Regions from separate parts of the Ovis aries genome. Here regions 1 and 3 are each linked to region 2. A link is a contact called in public Hi-C data. All regions are on one chromosome and are shown on one strand. Each heading gives the region's core, a stretch centred on a gene start, on an enhancer-like site or on the middle of the called end of the contact. The rest is flanking DNA. Distances are from core to core; before and after follow the strand shown. Region 1 has its middle 44 kb from the start of TARBP1. Region 2 has its middle 2.8 kb from the start of TRNAR-CCU. Region 3 has its middle 21 kb from the start of TARBP1.

Region 1 (2,700 bases), core at 194-2,693, 520 kb before region 2:
CCTCCTGTGAACCAGGGGACCTTCTTCAGTGGGGATGATGGCCGAGTTCCCAGGAGGCTGTGCACCAAGGGCACAGCGATTACAGAACAGAAGGGGGATTGTTCCATCTGCTGGCAGGAGGAAGTGGCATCCTCCACAGCCCTGCTCAGAGGCAGATTTCAGAGCCACAGAATTCTTAGGGCTCTCAGTGCATTTCCAGAGGATGAGACCTACGACCTCCCCGGGAGCTGGTGATGAAAGGCGCCCCTCCGCAGTTGAGACTGATGCTCACACAGGCGGAAGTGGCTTTTCCCCCAAATCCTCCATCATTGTCACTCATGATTAAGTGAATTTAATAACAGTGCCCCTCCCCACCAACCAAATGACTTCTCTCCAAATTTATGATGTTCCAACTATTGACTGTGATTAACTGCTATAGCCACTGCATAACAATCTGGAGGGCTATTGTGCAGGGGAAACCTCCTTGAACTTCAAGGAGCTTTGCTCACTTTTCAGAAAGAGAGAAGGCAGGGGCATTAGCTGGAGGCTCTCTTATCCACTTGGCTATTTGTTGTTGTTGTTCAGTCACTCAGTTGTGTCTGACTCTTCGCAAACCCATGGACTGCAACATGCCAGTCTTCCCTGTCCTTCACTAGCTCCTGGAACTTGCTCAAACTCATGTTTTTTGAGTTGGAGATGACATCCAACCATCTCACCCTCTGTTGCCCCCTTTTCCTCCTGCCTTCAATCTTTCCCAGCACCAGGGTCTTGGCTATGGTATTCTTCAAAGTAAAATATTCCAAGATGAAAGTGGAGATCAAATTACCAGATCAGCAAATAATGACGTGGGGAAAATGAGGAAATAGGTATCACGTGGGCAGTGGTTGACACATCTTTCTTATCTGTGGCTCTCAGCATGCAGGGGCTGCTCAAGGTCACTGCCCACAAGGTCTGGCTGACTTTCTTAAAGCGAGATCAGAGAGCAAATCATAAATGGAGGCAAATTTCAGCTGGGTCTTTCAACCAGCCATTTTGCTCTATGAAAGGTCACAAGGTAACAGGGTAATTGGAGGGTTTGGATAAGCTGGTGAGGGAATAAAGGCTTTTCCCAAGGATGATAAAAGCAGAGAAACAGCTCTCTGACCTAAACTGGCTGCCCTGTTTCTTCAAAAATAGGTTCTCTAACGTGGAGAAGCAGAAATCGAAACCTTCCTAAATCCCCCTCGAATGTTTGGAATGGAACAAAAACACCTATTTCATGAAAAAAAAAAAAAAAATTACGTTTTGAAAGATCCCAGCAACAGGAGGCACCAGCTGCTGGGTCATCTAAGTGTTTTTGGAAAAGGAAAAGAACTATTCGGCATGAAAGATTCAGGAATGTCTGTTGACATATTAAGGAAACAACCTCAGGGGACAGCTGACAAGGCTCCAAGAAACATTACCAAGGGAACAGTGACGCAAACGCGTTCCGTTTTTACAGGCGGGCCGGCTGCCAGGCTCCCTCGCCTGGCGGCTGATGTAATGCTAATCCCTCTCTGGGTTAGCGTTGCTTGGATATCAACTCAAGCGGCTCAGTCAGCTGCAATCAATAGCAAGCTCCTTTTATAGAAGATAGTAAAAGAAAAAATATGTATACAGAGAGTGAGAGAGAACCCCAGATTCTGGTGTGCTGAAAACCTATACATTGTGTCAAAAACGAGAGAGGCAAAGGAAGGAAGGACCAACACAAAGCTAAGAAGCACCTAACAATGCATTCAGGTGTCTTTCCATAGAATAAGGCCAGTTGTCAACAAAAGATACTATTATTTCATACTATTAGTTTTTTTTAAAGCATAACTAAGGAATATGCCTAATTCCCAGCTGAGCTAAATGAAGATGGAAGAAAACAGAAGACATTAGGTGGGAATGTGAAAATAATGATTTTTTTCATTATCGAGTAAATGGGCTGATTCCTTTTAAAACCTCTGCGTAAAATACTGCTTTTGAAAAATTCTATCTTCAAGACCACTGCTTTTCAATTATTTTAGAATAAATAATAAGATGAATTATGCAAATTTTAATCAGCCTTGGATTGAATGCTTATGTCAAGGGTCCTCTACAATGGGCTAAGGGGCCACGTTTGCATTTTCTCTTTCTCAGGCATGGCAATTTTAACTGTCCAAGAGTGATAAAGAAGAACCCATTTTAAAAGCTCAGTTCAATTATGCACATTCTTCTTTATTTTCTAGGTCATACTTAGATGGAAGGAACTGATGTAATCTTACACAGAAGACCAACAGCAAAAGCATCCCTCATTCCAAGACTTTCAGAGTCTAAATAATAATAAAGTGGGGGTGGGGTGAAAGGGAAGGATGAACACCAATGGAGATAGAGTTATTTTTTAATAATAATGAGATGAATATAATGATGATACAGCACATTAGATGCAGGAATCAAGTCCACTAGGATGGTAGTGACGTGATACCAATGACACACGATTCACCTTTGACATATTTAAAACACTGTCCTTCTAAGGTAGTGAAGCTTTTTTTTTTCCAACCCAAAAGAAATTTAAGCTTTGGGGAGTCAATAAGCCTCATGAATTTATATGAAAAGTTTATGGCTATATACATATTTTTCTGGGAGGAAGTCTTCCACCTTTCATTAGATTTTCAAAAAAGTCCAAAAGCTCCTCCAGTGTGAAAACTGATGAATTCTAAGGAGTTAAAAATCCTTCAGGAA
Region 2 (2,707 bases), core at 29-2,528:
GCCTCCCTTGCGCCCTGGAGGGGCCTCTCCCTGGGACACCCTGAGCCACTGTCTGCCTGCACCCACATCCAGACGCTCACTGGCCTGAGGCAGGCCTTATGAGGCAAGGCCTTAATGAGGATGACCATAACCTGCTCCCTCGCTCTCCCGGGGGGTGACTAATTCATTAATCCTGGGAAGGCCCTTTGCAGAGGACAGGCAGGGTATTACTCATGGGACTGAAGGCAGGCACCTGACCCAGTCTGGGCCTGAGTCAGCAGAGAGACCTCCCACCTGCAGGCAGGCTGGGCGAGCTGGCCGGGCTCCCTGCTCAAGGTCAGGGTTGGCCAAGGGGAGGGGTGTGGCCAGCACACCTCCACAGAGTTTGGGAACCGTGTCTCATGGGCGTTTGCATGGTTGAATAAGCCTTCAAATGACTCTGCCAAGAGGCCAGCACACCTTGAGAATATCAGTCAAGACAGGATTTCCTGGTCATTGTTAGGGGAAAATGCTTTTCTCAGAGCGAATTCCTCCCAAGAAATGTTGTTTTCGCCTCCCCTGAGAGGGAAGCGAGCTGAGGCAGCAGCGACGGGCAGTCTGGGGGACCTGAGATAGGTGTGCAAACGTGGGGGACAGCTATGTTTTCTCTCCTCCAGCTCTTGGTCCTCTCAGTCTGCTCCCCACTCACATCTCACAGGAAGAGGAAGTAGCAGCCAGAACTGGGAAGCAAGGGTCAAAACCAGTGCATGAGGGCGAGGGCTGCTCAGGCCTCTACCCACCCTTGACCCAGCGGAGGGGGTTCTGACACAGCGGCAGCTCAGAAGCCAGGAACAGAAAGCTTTTGAGTGGCCAAGTTGACGCCAAGATTCCACTGCCGAGAGCCCGTTTCCTGCACTCGGCACATTCTTCCCCGCCCCTTTCCCCCTTCCAGCCCCTTCTCCCAGTGACCCTGCTCCACGCTGCCTCTGTGCATGCAGCCCTAGTTTCTTTTTCCTTCTAGAACACAAGTCATGCGACCAGAAGGATTGCAGGCACTTCTGCTTTCTCTTTTAGGCCCCCAGGTCCTTATAAGTCTTTCACGGCCCTTGCTGCTTCCCTAGATTGCCTGAAACTCTAGAGGGGCCCCCACCCCCACCACACACAGAATGATAAAGATGCAAAAATAGGATGGACAGAGGGGACCCTGAGGGCAGAAAAGGAGGCAGCTGGGCTACTCCTCTTTGCAGGCACCCAGGGACGGACAGGGCAGACTGGGTTGGGGGCAGAGCAACAGGAACAGGCTACGAAATGATTTTGTTCTGTTCTGTTTGGAAGGAGGTGGGTGGAAATGACAGTTTGGAGAGGATTGGAATGAGGGAAAACGGTTTCAGGGGAGGAAGCCTCTTTTCTCCAGTTCTAACAGTGCCATCCAGTGGCTGAGCGAGCAGGCGCAGGGCAGAGGTGCAGGGCAGAGCCTCTGGACAGCCCCCACGGCCCTGTGGAGAGAGGAGCGGCCGGACTTTCAAAGGGCACCCAGCTGATGGCCGGGGGCCAGCCTCCAGCCGCATAGCCAAACTCTTCCCTAGAATGGTTTGCAAGGACACGGCCAAGAGAGCTCCCCAAGTGCACCCTTAAAAACCCCAGTGGAGGGACTTCCCTGGTGGTCCAGTGGCTAAGACTCTGCAGTCTCGACGCAGGGGTCCCGGCTTCGATCCCTGGTCAGGGAATGAGATCCCACGTACTGCAGCTACAGATTCCCCATGCCACAAGGAAGATCAGAGATCCAGTATGCTGCGATGCAGACAAATAAATAAATAAATAGATAAGATATAAATTGTGTTTCCCGAAGGACAAATAAGATGAGCTTCTTTTTGAAAAATAAAATAACCCAAATGGATAGAGGCGACCAAGCTTACCAGGTTCCTGCTTCGTTTAGCTTCTGCCTACCCACACACAGGCGTTGCCTGGAGGCGTTATCCCATGAGAGACACCAAAGCGTATTTGCAACCGGAAAAGTGGTCAGTGACCAGAGCAAGCCTTTCTGGGCCCTCAGACCCTCGTCTATGTTCAAGGGAGAGCGAGGGCAGAAGGATGCTGAGCGAGACGAGGCAAGGTGAGCACACCTACGGAAACCTAATCAGGCTAAACTTCCAGCTCAGGACACAAATCTCCTGGCATTTCATTTGACTGTAGTTGCTTTCTTTTTTTTCTTTTTTCAACCCTGTAAATCAAAATCAATTTGGCTTAGAACTCCACAAATAGCTTTCTTTCCAAAGAGAGGCATTTTACTAAAATAGGAGACTTTGCCAGCTGTTGTGTGTTTGGTACCTGGAATCAAGGAGCAAGTGGACCTCCATAAGAACGTTCCCCCAGGAGTCCAGGCTCTTGATGCTCTTCACACCCTGACGCTGAGCTGCTGTGAACCTCTGAGGCAGTGACCTCATGTGCTAGCTTCTGTGCTCAGTTTTATCCGGCTCTTGTGACCCCATAGACTAACCCGCCAGGCTCCTCTGTCCATGGGCTTCTCCAGGCATGAATACTGGAGTGGGTTACGATGCCCTCTTCCAGGGGATCTTCCCCACTCAGGGATCGAACCCAGCTCTCCTACATTGCAGGCAGATTCTTTACCGTCTGAACCTGTTCCATAAAACCAGGAGATACAGTGAGATCCACAGTTTTCAAAACTCACTCCTCAGCACTAGCAGAGGGATATCAGTTTGGCGGGACTTTGGTTACCACCTCCTTTACC
Region 3 (2,700 bases), core at 104-2,603, 550 kb before region 2:
GAAGGAGGCTCTTGTGCCCAGGTCTGTGCGATCATGACAGGGACAGGAGGACCCGGGGACATGAGACGCTGGATGTCCAGAGCTGAGTGCTTCCCAAGGATCGTTATCTCTGTTTCTAGGAGAATCTGAGACATCAAGCATCCAGTCGTAGAAGAACGAAGGGAATTTAGAACACCTGGCCCTTGGTGTCTTCCTTCGGGATCCCCTATGATCACTCCCAACAGAATTTAAAAGCCCACAGTATACTCCTTTAATGGGAATACCAGACCACCTTATCTGCCTCCTGAGAAACCTGTATGCAGGTCAAGAAGCAACAGTTAGAACTGGACACGGAACAACAGACTGGTTCAAAATTGGGAAAGGAGTACATCAAGGCTGTATACTGTCACCCTGCTTATTTAGCTTATATGCAGAGTACATCATGAGAAATGCTGGGCTGTAGGAAGCACAAGCTGGAATCAAGATTGCCAGGAGAAATATCAATAACCTCAGACATGCAGATGACACCACCCTTATGGCAGAAAGCGAAGAACTAAAGAGCCTCTTGATGAAAGTGAAAGAGGAGAGTGAAAAAGTTGGCTTAAAACTCAACATTAAGAAGACAAAGATCATGGCGTCCAGTCCCAGCACTTCATGGCAAATAGATGGGGAAACAATGGAAACAGTGAGAGACTTTATTTTCTTTGGCTCCAAAATCACTGCAGATGGTGATTGCAGCCATGAAATTAAAAGACACTTGCTCTTTGGAAGAAAAGCTCTGACCAACCTAGACAGCATATTAAAAAGCAGAGACATTACTTTGCCAACAAAGGGTCCTTTATTCAAAGCTATGGTTTTTCCAGTAGTCATGTATGGGTGTGAGAGCTGGACTATAAAGAAGGCTGAGTGTCAAAGAAACAATGCTTTTGAATTGTGGTGCTGGAGAAGACGCTTTAGAATCCCTCGAACTGCAAGGAGCTCAAATCAGTCAATCCTAAAGGAAACCAACCCTGAATATTCATTGGAAGGACTGATGCTGAAGCTGAAGCTCCAATACTTGGCCACCTCGTTAGAAAAGATCCTGCTGGTGGAAAAGATTGAAGGCAGAAGAAGAAGGGGACAACAGAGTACGAGATGGTTGGATGGTATCACCAACTCAATGGACATGAATTTGAGGAAGCGCTGGGAGATGGTAAAGGACAGGGAAGCCTGGCGTGCTGCAGTCCAAGGGGTCGCAAATAGTTGGACACGACTGAGCAACTGAACAAAATTGCTCCTTCCGTGAAATGACTGCAGATCAATGGTGTAAAAGCCCGGATGGTGCCCGCAATGTCACCTCCTGGCCACCAGATGGCGCGCGGCATCCACAGTGCACTTGCGCGGCCTCTGCCTGCCCCAGCGCTGGCCCGGGGCCCAGAGGAAATGTGTTTGTGTGTCTCCTCTTAGGGAGCGCCCTGCAACGTTTTTACACTTTAGAAAGCTCATCGGCAGAGGAGCATGTGAAACGGCACACGGCACAGCTGTGCTCTTCCTGTCCTGTCCCTGGCGGGGACACGTCAGCAGCATTTCCCCTTGTCTGTAGAATTTTGGAGCCTTCTTGCCCATTTGTTCTCAGAACTGGAGCTAGACGCGGGGAGGACTTTGCTTCCATTTTGAAACCCACAATCCTGCTGGGAAAGAAGAGGAAAAAAATATCCCAAGATTGTGTATGAGGGCAGGCACGTTGCTGGCGTGAAAACAAACTGCCAAAACTTTGTTACTCTGGTATTCTGTCAGCTAACACAGTGGGGTGGAAGATTTCGACGTCATCCCAGACCTCAGCCCCGAAGAGTTAATGATGTTACTCATGCCACTGGGGCCAGGAAGAAAGACTCGCATTTTTGGGTGGTTGCTGCTTGCCCAGAGCTGTGGAATGAGCTGTGAGGCTGAAGGCCAAGGGACTTGGGCCACCCATGCAGTGAAATAATCCCCCAGAAATGCGCTGCCTGGAGTGGAAATGAACAGTCATTCCAGGGCATTTACTAAATATTACGGACAGTCATTCAGGCTACAGTTGGTTGGACTCTCAACACTGCAAATCTCACATTTGGGATACATTACGCAGATACCAGGAAATAATCGAAATCAAACAATGGTCAAGTTCTGGGTCATAAGCAGTGAGGCCTCTTCTTATTTTCTGTTCCAATAGCAATGTATAATTAATAACCTAGTTTTTGACTGGAAGGAATATTTCAATACATGGGTGATGCTTTCAGAAGGGCCTCAGCGAGTCACTTTTTATTTCCTTCTTTCTTTGTCTTTCTGAAGTAGGGCCCTGGAAGGGAAGACAAAGGCAATATTCAAATATGACCTACATTTTTGACCCAATCAGAAACTTGTGTGAATCAAGACAAGCAAAACCTTGGCACCTACTCTTTGTCTGGCACCCTGTCCCATGTCTGAAAAGTACTTTATTATTTCATCTTCCTGACAACGACTTAGTATTTGGCATTGCCTCAGGTTTTCAGATGAGAAATCTGGGCTCAGAGAGGTTAAGTAGCTCGCCAGAAGTCACACAGCCAGTAAATGTGAGAGCTAGAAAATAGACACAGGTATTTTGGACTTGAAGGCCTGGGTTTGTTCTCCTTTGTCAAGGCATTTCATTGACTCACAGAACCTTTGAGTTGGGAGAAGTTTGGGAGGTCATTTAGATAAACCCTCTAAATCATGCAATAATCCCTT

The links. A called contact is a pair of places that touch in the nucleus more often than the background predicts.
Region 1: a contact with region 2 is called in a Hi-C map of liver, with 5 times the contacts expected there. The contact joins two enhancer-like sites. A contact is called at or near these places in 3 of 16 Hi-C or Micro-C datasets (liver, mixed tissues and skin fibroblasts).
Region 3: a contact with region 2 is called in a Hi-C map of liver, with 9 times the contacts expected there. The contact joins two enhancer-like sites. A contact is called at or near these places in 13 of 16 Hi-C or Micro-C datasets (blood, hypothalamus, liver and 7 more).

What each region holds. Positions count from the first base shown.
Region 1 is chr25:6,695,733-6,698,432 of ARS-UI_Ramb_v3.0, forward strand. No RefSeq gene overlaps it. Among named protein-coding and RNA genes, the nearest start is that of TARBP1, 44 kb to the left of the region's middle. Within about 2 kb of position 1,444, at least 21 of the 54 cell types and tissues checked have an H3K27ac peak or open chromatin away from gene starts, as enhancers often do. A contact at or near this core is called in liver, where this site is marked.
Region 2 is chr25:7,217,878-7,220,584 of ARS-UI_Ramb_v3.0, forward strand. No RefSeq gene overlaps it. Among named protein-coding and RNA genes, the nearest start is that of TRNAR-CCU, 2.8 kb to the left of the region's middle. Within about 2 kb of position 1,279, at least 32 of the 54 cell types and tissues checked have an H3K27ac peak or open chromatin away from gene starts, as enhancers often do. A contact at or near this core is called in hypothalamus and liver, where this site is marked.
Region 3 is chr25:6,672,363-6,675,062 of ARS-UI_Ramb_v3.0, forward strand. No RefSeq gene overlaps it. Among named protein-coding and RNA genes, the nearest start is that of TARBP1, 21 kb to the left of the region's middle. Within about 2 kb of position 1,354, at least 49 of the 54 cell types and tissues checked have an H3K27ac peak or open chromatin away from gene starts, as enhancers often do. A contact at or near this core is called in hypothalamus and liver, where this site is marked.